Linked DNA regions of Mus musculus: region 2 is linked to region 1. A link is a contact called in public promoter capture Hi-C data. All regions are on one chromosome and are shown on one strand. Each heading gives the region's core, a stretch centred on a gene start, on an enhancer-like site or on the middle of the called end of the contact. The rest is flanking DNA. Distances are from core to core; before and after follow the strand shown. Region 1 has its middle 80 kb from the start of Ccng1. Region 2 overlaps Atp10b (ATPase, class V, type 10B).

Region 1 (4,838 bases), core at 1,142-3,641:
GAATAAGAGAGGGAGAGAAAGAAAGAAGGAGGGAGAGAAAGAGAGAGACTTTGGGTTTGGCATAGCTTTTGAAATTTCAAAGCCCGTCCTTGCAAACACAATTCCTCCAGTAAGGCACACTTCCTAATCCTTCTAATCCTTTCAAATAGTGTGCTCCCTGATGACTAAGCATTCAAATATATGAATTTATGGGAGCATTACTGTTGAAACTACCATAGTCTTGAGCTAATGATTAGAAGAAACTAATTTTAAGATTTTGGGTAGGAGGGAGAAAAGGACAGTTTTAAACCCCTTTATCCATTCCTTCTTTTTTTTTTTGTAGGCATGCTCTGTTTCCATTTAGGAACGATAGAAATGTTCTGTTGTTTGCAATAAGCTTTAATAGATTGAACGGGTTTTGTGCATGAGCATTTTGATGTCAGCCCTGGCTTGGATCTGGTTCTCTTATGCTGGGTTGTTTGTTCTGTTGTCTGTATGTTGCCTTGAGCAACTTGACAGTGTTCTGAGGATTCTTTTTTTTTTTTTTTTAAATCTCTAGAACATGGTTGTTTTCCTTTGCTTTCAAATCAATTCACAGTTGACTCCAGTTAAATCTCTTTTTAGTCAATCATTATGTAATAGAGAATTTTGTTTCAGGTCTAATGTTTAACACTACAGGACTCTGCTGCAACTCACTTATTTATTTTTATATAAATGGTTATTTTCATTTATTTAAAACATCTTAAGTTTTAAAAAAAGGAGCAAAATCCATGATGTACAAGTATTCAAGGTCCAATTCCTTATTCATAGTATGAAAATTATCATTGTATTCATACTCAAAATCACCTCTACCTGCTTTAGCCTTTGTGGTCACACAGGGAACTGGAAACAAGGAATCCCTTGCTTCTAACATGCAAAATGCAAAAATGAGAAATGAAAAAAAGCATTGTGTAAAATATATTCTACTTATTACAGAAGACAACTTTGGAGCATACAGAGAACTCAAGAGTGGCTGCTGAGATAGAGATATTGGGAGACTTTTTTTCTTTGAAAATGTAGAGTAGCAAAAGAGGAAGACTTTGTAGCAAAAACACAAAATTGGAGAAAGAAGAGAAGTGGCATGTTTAGCAGAAAGGCTTCTTGACCTATGCACAGAGTCACTATCAGAATAGTTTTCTTCATGAACAAAATTCTGTAGAGGCAAAAGGCAGTTTGGACCTCCACTTCAACTCAAGTCACATAGTTGTGCCAATATTGGGCAGAAACCAGTGCAACTACAAGCAGCTTTCTCTGTTAGCACACCAGTTTCTTTGAGAATGAGCAATTGAATCTGATCATGACTGGAAGGAGAGAGTAAAAGTAACAACCATTTTTTTTTCTTTTAAAAATTAAGGACATTAGTGGTATATAGCTTTTTAGTTGTCTCAAGAAATGAAGACTCCTTGGGCTGGTGAGATAGCTCAGTGGGTAAGAGCACTGACTGTTCTTCCTAAGGTCCTGAGTTCAAATCCCATAACCACATGGTGGCTTATAACCACCTGTAATGAGATCTGATGCCCTCTTCTGGTGCGCATGAAGACATCTACAGTGTACTTATGTATAATAATAAATAAATCTTAAAAAAAAAAAGAAATGAAGGATCCAGTGAGGTGGCCAAACATGGAAGGAACCAGGATGTCTAGGTAAAAAATACAACCTTGAACAATTCCAGTAGTAAAATAGTCTACAAGTTTTTAAGAGCAAGGGTAGGTAAAGGGTAGGTATATTAGATTAGGTCTGTATTAGGTTTTTCTGTGGTCTTTCTGTGGAGATAAAAATCCCTTTCAAGTTCATCAGCATCACTTTGCAGGGAATCATCATTTAGGAGATACTTGGGTTTACCTGAGGTAAAGAGAAAAGAACAGGCGGCCTCAATGAGTGCGAAGACTTTGATAGGATTTCTGAGTCAGAGTACATAGCAGTCAGGAGACTACAAGACAAGATCCTAACGATCTGCTGTAAGCTTACACGAACATCATGCTCTGGGATCTAGAGTATGGGAGGCACAGTGCTATAAAAGCGAGAACAAGCATATAAGTTGTGAGACTAGTGCAATTTTCCTTCTCTAGTTAGATCATTACAGGTGTCTTTAGGTGATTTTCACATTTTGATTGATGTGAAAAATCTTCCCCAATCAAGGAGTCAAGAAAGAATCTGCAAAGACATTTCCCCATCTTAGCTGGAGTGAAGTGATAATTGAGTTCAGACAAACAAAACAACACGTTCTACATCTCATAACAAAGCTGGCAAAATTACAAGACATCTAATGTGATAGACCTAGATAATCTTCCAGGGAAACCCGAGACCAAATGCCTCGAACAGTTTGTTAAGGGTTCTGCACTCTAAGTGGCCTCTAGATCTGTGCAGCTGCAGGCAATTTGCAGGAGAGGCAGTGTGGTGTGTGGGTCCCTGGCAAGGGATGTTCATTTGAGACTATCCCCTCCAACAGCTTTTGCCATTCATCATTTCCACATCCAGATGGCTCCCATTGTCTATAGATTCCTCTTTTTTTTTTTCTTTTTTTTAGTGCAAAGTGGCCGCTCTTAAATCTGTCATGTATTAGTGTTGGAAGCAATTTTATTATTCATCTAGTAGTCCAATTACCACTCTTTATAGAAGAGGAAGTGGAAATCCAAAGAAGGGAAATATCGTGGTCAAAACTACCCAGTTCCGTTGTGTCACAGCTGAAGGAAGAACATTTTTATCTCTTGGATCTCTGCCTGGTGGGTGCTTCTTTCAGTTCACCAGAACCTGATCATTTTGGGGGAAACTTGTGGCCCAGTATTTGAAGTCAGTGGATGATGAATTCAAGTCTCATCTCTGTGATTTGGTCGTTATGTGACCTTGGGTAGTTAATCCTTACTTCTCTCATTTGTGAAATGAAGTTGGCAATAGAACCTTTAACACAAACTGTCAGGAGGGCAAGTGGATAGTGATGCTTAAAGTGTTTATTGCAGTATCTGGTACACAGCATTACTCAGCGAATCAATTTTTATTTCTACAGATGCAAATCCTTTTACATTAGAGCATAAAGAACTTTTGGGGGCTGGGGAATGCAGTTAGTATTTTCTGGATGAGTATCTAATATATATTAGATATATTATATATTATCAAATCTTGATTTCTGGATACAACTGTACATCTATCATGCATGCATACATACTCTAATATATATATATACTATATATACATATAGCACCTCTGGTAGCTATAAAAGAACTTCTGTAGGAATCATTTTATTAGATAGGAAGGTAAAGAAAATATTTTAAGTTCTCAGATAATGGTTTCTCTCTCATTGTCTACTGCACAGCACTTAATGTTGAAGATCAGTGGGCCTGTGCTACCAACTTGAAGCCCCCACCCCCCCCCCCCAGGTGAAGAAGAGAGGCTCTGGATTTTTAAAGTAATGCACATAATTAATTAAGGGCCAGTTTGATTTTTTGAAGAATGTGATATTTTGTTCACAAGAGGAAAAAAAAAATCACTGACATGCTCTGAATTTCCTATAGTGGCTGATATAAGGTCACTAATGTTTAGAGGGACAGTTAATCTACTGAGAAATCTGAGAAGAAAAGCAAATGAGGGGATAGACAGAACATCTTAATAGTTAAGAGTGTGTACTGTGTTTAGGAAGCACCCAAATTCCACTCTCTGTCTCCTTGTCAGGTGGCTCACAACTGCCTGTGACTCTGGTTCCAGGGCATCTGATGGCTCTGACCTCTTTGAGCATCTCTATTCATAGGCACACATCTACAGACACACATCAACCCGTATACTAAGACATCATGAAGAAGGCAAATGAAACTAAATACTTTATAGGTTTTCTATAACTTCCGATAGAAGACAAAGATCTTGTGGAGTATGATATACCCGAGACAAACACATAATGAAAATAGTATCTTTGAGACACATTTATTCTTCACTAGCAAGTGTCTTTGTTTTCATAACATATTTTCCACTAATACACATTTAATTTTCGTGGCGATGGATCAGGATGCTCCACTGACTAGATGCAGATGGATTATATGAATCAGAGGTGTGTGAGATGTGGTTTTGGGGTCATGCCACAGAGTTTAGAAGTGTGAAATGGAATACAGCTTGCTGCGTGTTTAAAGTCTGCCTAGTATGGTTCTTGGGCACTTTAGGTCCATTAGAACCTAGCTTTTCCAGGTGCTGCTGCAAAGAGCTTTACAGAGCTGGCCCTATCTACCCCTGCATGGTCTCTTCTTTGGAGCTGGCTCCTCTCCCATGCCTGGGCTGCTGATATCCCTGGGAATTGGAAGTTGTCTGACTACAGTTACATAGCATAGCTTATATATTAATTAAGCATACTTCTACCTGGTGAAGGCTCTCCTCTTCCCCATGCAGAAACCTTTAGGAGTAGACTGTCGGCTTTGTGCAGTGAAATGGAAGCTTCTTACTTATGACCCCTGAATCCTGCCTGCTGAGGTATTAATAAATCTCTTCTCCAGAGGACATGCCAGTCAAGGACACCTCTTTCTTCGTCCCTCTTTTCTTCTCCGTGCTTGGAAATCCCACAGAGCAGTTAATTATTTGCAAGTTACTGGTCTGAGGGAAACCTTCCTTTGGAATTTCCTTGCTTTTGTAAACCTAGAAGTTGTGCTCAAAGTTAACACAAAGGCAAAGTTCTATTTGGGCATAGAATAAATGCAAATATCGAAGGTTCATTTAGGTCAGGGGTTCTCAGCCTTCCTAATGCTGTGACCCTTTAGTACAGCTCCTCATGTTGTGGTGACCCCAGACCAAAACAAAATTATTTTTGTTGCTACTTCATAACTGCTACTGGATTTGAATCACAA
Region 2 (4,838 bases), core at 1,191-3,690, 2.4 Mb after region 1:
CCCATGAGACTCCCTGCCTGCTGCCAGTACTCAGAAATCCCAGCAGTATATTCTAAAAAAATTAAAAAATAACAGAGCATTGACTCCAGTAGATTAGAGTTTAAGTGTTTGCTCTTTCCCCGAAGTCTTTAAAGGACCTTGAAGCAGGTCACCATGCTTGCAAATTAAGTTTCAGCAGCTCTACCTCCTGGCAGAAGGACTGAGTCCAAATCGCATGCAGTGCACGTTGAAGTTTTCAGAAGCATGGGCAGTCGGCAGTAGTAACAGAGTCTCACCCCAGAAGGAAAAGAGGGGATAGGGAAAACAAAAGATTATGCAAGCCCCCAGCCCTTCCTGAAGCCCGTGCTCTGCCCAGCACTCGGATGCTGCTCTTTTCTTGCTTACCAACCAACTCCATTTGCTTGTGATGGCCCCATTTTTACAGTTTTCCACATGCTGGGGAGCCTAGGCCAAGCTGGTCACAAGTGGTCACTTACTCTTGCCATTCTTCATGAACCAAACCAACTGTGTGACTGTCTGATGTGCCACCTCACTCAGAGGGAAGCTCTAACATTGCCTCTGTAATATAATGCTAGTGACTGTATGTAGTACATGTTATATGTGTATAATCTTTTTACTGATAGACTGGAAACATGTCATCATTTTTTAGAAAGAAAAATAAACTTGGTTTTTCCATAGATTTCCTACCAATCTGAAATCCTATTATTCTACCTATACATTATCATTACTATTATCATGAATATTTATTCATTTGTCCTTCTTTGTACTCAATTATGTATCTATCCAAGAAACTTTAGTAAGTCTCTACTAGATAATTTTCAATGCAGCTTGGGCCTGCCATCACTTGTACCTACCTTCCCAGGTTTCAGGGTGTTAGGAATACTTGGCCCAGTGTGAAAGTGGAGCACAAACTATATCTCTGGGCTACAAGAATTGAAAGCGGCACATGCAACATTATTCAGGAAATCTAACGCAACTACTTTTTCTCTTGTGAACCTAGCACACACCCAAAACCTAGGCTGACTTGGGCTTTTCCATCCATTGTCAATGTGACTGCTTACAGCACAAACATGAGGATATGAGTTCAAATCCTTAGTGCCTACCTAAAAACCTATGTGTAGGGTGATGCACTTGTAACCCTAGTACTTGACAAAGGTGTGAGGTGGGCAGAAAGGGGAAACTCTCTGGGATTAGGTGGTTGTGAACCTAAGTTTAGGGAGAGCACTTGTTTCAAGGCAAAGAATGGTAGAAGATGGATATCCAATCTTCTCTGTCTTCCATGTGCAGAAATACCACACATCAAACACATGCACACACACACACACATGCATCGGGTGGGGGGGGAGAAACAGAGACACACACACACACACACACAGAGAGAGAGAGAGAGGGGGAGAGGGAGAGGGAGAAGGAGAGAGAGAGAGAGCAACAGACAATGGCCTGGGATTATGTTGTCCTAATAACTGTATTGGGTTACTTTAGTGCGTGCTAGACTCTGTGCATCACTATCTAACACCACAGCAAATATGTTGTCCTAATAACTGTATTGGGTTACTTTAGTGTGTGCTAGACTTTGTACATCACTATCTAACACCACAGCAACCCTGCAGGGTAAAGACTTATCTAACCTGGCTCAATAGCTTCAACTGCACCACCACTACCTCAAAGCTCCATGCATTGGCCTCACCCTTACTTTGCCTGATGTCAATGGAGCTCACATGTAACTGGGACCCCAGCTGAAGAACTGGTATCTTCCTTCCTGCATGGTTTCTCATCATTGAGGAGGCCAGCTAGGTCTGGTCACATGGTTTCAGAGGGAAAAAGAGTTGCATGAGCTCATGAGATCTATGCTGAGAACTTGTATACTTGTTGACCACCAGGTTCCATGGAAGCAAAACACTTGTTTCAAAAATATTCTCTTATCCTCTCATGAGAAGCACTGTAAAGAAACTGAGTGCCATTTGCAGTCATTCATCCCAACCTCAGAGAAGACAGTGAGGTAAAGAGAAGTCACATAAAGACACAACAGTCCCATGGTTAGCAAGTGGTCAGGTGGTATTCTAACCCTGGGAGTCTGTAAGCAGTGTCTGTGTACTTAACCAGAGATGCATGACTCAAGATAAGACCAGGGGGGCAGATGGGGAACCAGAACCACATGACATTCTCCTGAGAGGCAGGGTTTCATAGTGGTGAGGGCGCCCTAATTTCATCTCAAATCTAGCATAAGGCAGCAATGTGGCCTAAAGAAAGACAATTCCATACCATGTAAATCTGGGCTGCAGTCCAAACAAAAGTAAGTATAATATCATCATTTAGGGGAAACCTGAAATACTCTTTACACCGCCATAAAACATCTCCCCTGCAGCCCTCTCAGACTCCAAACTGGGCACCAAGTCAGACAGATCCCTGTGGAATGCTTTCCACTGGAAGCCTTCTGCTGCCACCTAGCCGGATAGAAGGAGGTACTGCAACTGGGGTTATGCAGGGGTGGGAGAGCTTCAGGCACTGGAATCCTGTTGAGGACATTGAGTCTGTCTGGATCTAAGAACTGGAGCCCAGATTTCAAGTCTTGGTGTTCTGGTTTCTATGGTGACTCTAAACAAATTCTTTCAGGAGCTTTTCCCTAAAACTATTCTTCCCAGGTTTTCCAACCTCTCCAGTTGGGCCCTCAATTGGTTCTAAAAGCTATTTGGGGAGGCTGGCTATGGTGTAGGACTGTTCTTGGACAGATCTCAAGCCTGTGGTCCACTGTGCAGCTGTATCAGTCTGTATCTCATGCACACATAAACACAGAGAATAGAAAAGCCCATAAAGACATCAGTTTCCTGCTCTGCCCCTGGTGCTCTGAGTACAACATCCTGTGATGATACTGTGATACTGCCGTCGGAGAGATCATGAATGGGGTTGGTTTTCAGGAGTTGAGTGAAGCTGAGGAGGCATCAACCCTTTGGGGGAAAGGTAACAAAACCTCCAATCCCTTGGAGGACCTTGACTGACTTTTTCAGATCAGTACATAGATGTTGAGAAACTGTTGTTTAAGGGGATCCATAACGAAGGGTCAAGGCACTCAGCCCTTCCAACTGTCAAGAGGGAAGCCAGAGCAAATGCATACCTTTCTTTTACATAGGTCCCCAGGCACCTCAGCAACCCTACCAGCCACCCTCAATAAACATGGCTGCTTACTATGTGAATGAAGCACAAAGCCCATATTCCCATGCCCCTCCAAACATATTATTTCCTCAAAGTCATACCTCTGTAGATAGCTGAACAGACACTCTCTCTGCAGCCGTCTGTAAGAGGGTTCACCCCTCACAGGAAGGCCTGAGGGAAGGTTCCACTGACATAATTGTAGAGAGACTAGCCAACCAAACGCCTGACTGAAATCCAAAGAAAGTATTTTCCTACACTTCTTGAACAAATGATTTTAATTAGGGTGAGTTATAGGTGAGTGGGTGAGTGGGTGTTTCTTAAAATTACCTTGGCAGTGGCTGCAATGCTGAATAAAATGACTCTCCCTTACCCAGCAACCCTAATTACCTACCAACATAATTACCCCTTCAGAGAGGGGTGGGGCCTTGTCTTAGTCACTGTTCTATTGCTGTGAAGAGACATCAATGACCAAGGCAACTTTTAGAAAGGAAAACGTTTAATTGAAAGCTTGCTCACAGATTCAGAGGTTCAGTGCATCGTCTTCCGTTTGGAAGCATGATAGCAGACATGGCCTTGGAGCAATAGCTAAGAACTACATGGTGGTCCGGAGACCAAGAGAGACATTCTCGGCCTGGGTGTGGGCTTTTGAAATCTCCAAGCCTACCCCCAGTGACACACTTCCTCCTATAAGCCACACCTCCTAATCTTGTTCAAATTGTGTCATTCCCTGGTGACTAAGCATTCAAAACTATGAGCCTGTGGGGCCCGTTCTTATTCAAACCACCACAGTCCTCATAATCTTCTCTGGCTCATAATGTTAAGGGGCCCAGTCTTGCACAGGAATTAGGCAGGTAATGGAAAATGATTTTGGAAATGCCATTTCTCCTGCAGCTAACCTGTGTATTCCCACAAATGAAAGGTTGTTATTAAATGCAGATGATGAAATTCAACAGAGAGACAGATAGCTGTGTCCAGGGTCATTCTGCAATGTGTAAGCAAGGCTACGATCAGAATACTGCTCTCCTGACTCCCATCTTCAACTATTTCATCAGCCAGAGATAAAATACCAATGCTTTCCAGAGCTGTTTGCACAGTTTAAAAGACATCCTCCCACAGACACTAATGCAAGCAAAACACCTATGCACATTTAAAAAAAATAAAGATTGTTACACCAAATGACAATTGCATAGAATAACTTGAGGCCACGTGATAAAGGACAGAAGAGAAATCTGTCTGAGTAGAACTCTGTGTGTAGTGCTTTGAATAGGAATACCCACAGAGGCTTGTGTATTTGAACACGTGGTCCCCAGTTGGAGGCAATGACTGAGCAGGGCTGGACTTGCTGGAGGAAGTATTCATTGAGAGTAGACTTGCTCTAACCATCATGCCTGCCTCTCCGCCATGATGAACTCTTCCCTCTGGAACCATGAGCCCAAACCTACTCTTCTATAAGTTACCTTGGTCATGGTACTTTATCACAGAGACAGGAAGATGACCAATACAAAGTCCTTCTAGAACTCCTCGTGTTACCCTGTTTGCAGAGGAATAGCCTGAAGGAGAAGAGAGATGGACTATACCAGCAAAAGGCTTCCTTCAGAGTGCCTTTGTCCTACTTACAAAGGCAGAAACAAATTCTAAAGCTCCATCAAGTGCTGCTATTGAGCCCCATTTCCTGCCTTCAGAAGATC

Evidence for each region. Promoter capture Hi-C pulls out the DNA fragments that hold promoters and counts their contacts.
Region 2: a promoter capture Hi-C map of second pharyngeal arch cranial neural crest shows a contact between it and region 1. The contact joins two enhancer-like sites. A contact is called at or near these places in 4 of 39 promoter capture datasets (cranial neural crest, frontonasal cranial neural crest, maxillary cranial neural crest and 1 more) and 1 of 115 datasets of contacts at active chromatin or transcription factors (VIP interneurons).

What each region holds. Positions count from the first base shown.
Region 1 is chr11:40,833,185-40,838,022 of GRCm38.p6, forward strand. No RefSeq gene overlaps it. Among named protein-coding and RNA genes, the nearest start is that of Ccng1, 80 kb to the left of the region's middle. Within about 2 kb of position 2,392, at least 4 of the 459 cell types and tissues checked have an H3K27ac peak or open chromatin away from gene starts, as enhancers often do. A contact at or near this core is called in VIP interneurons and second pharyngeal arch cranial neural crest, where this site is marked.
Region 2 is chr11:43,261,596-43,266,433 of GRCm38.p6, forward strand. It overlaps Atp10b (ATPase, class V, type 10B), which reads left to right. Exons shown (of 23, transcript NM_176999.3): 23 at 1-690. Among named protein-coding and RNA genes, the nearest start is that of Gm12146, 40 kb to the left of the region's middle. Within about 2 kb of position 2,441, at least 55 of the 459 cell types and tissues checked have an H3K27ac peak or open chromatin away from gene starts, as enhancers often do. A contact at or near this core is called in VIP interneurons and second pharyngeal arch cranial neural crest, where this site is marked.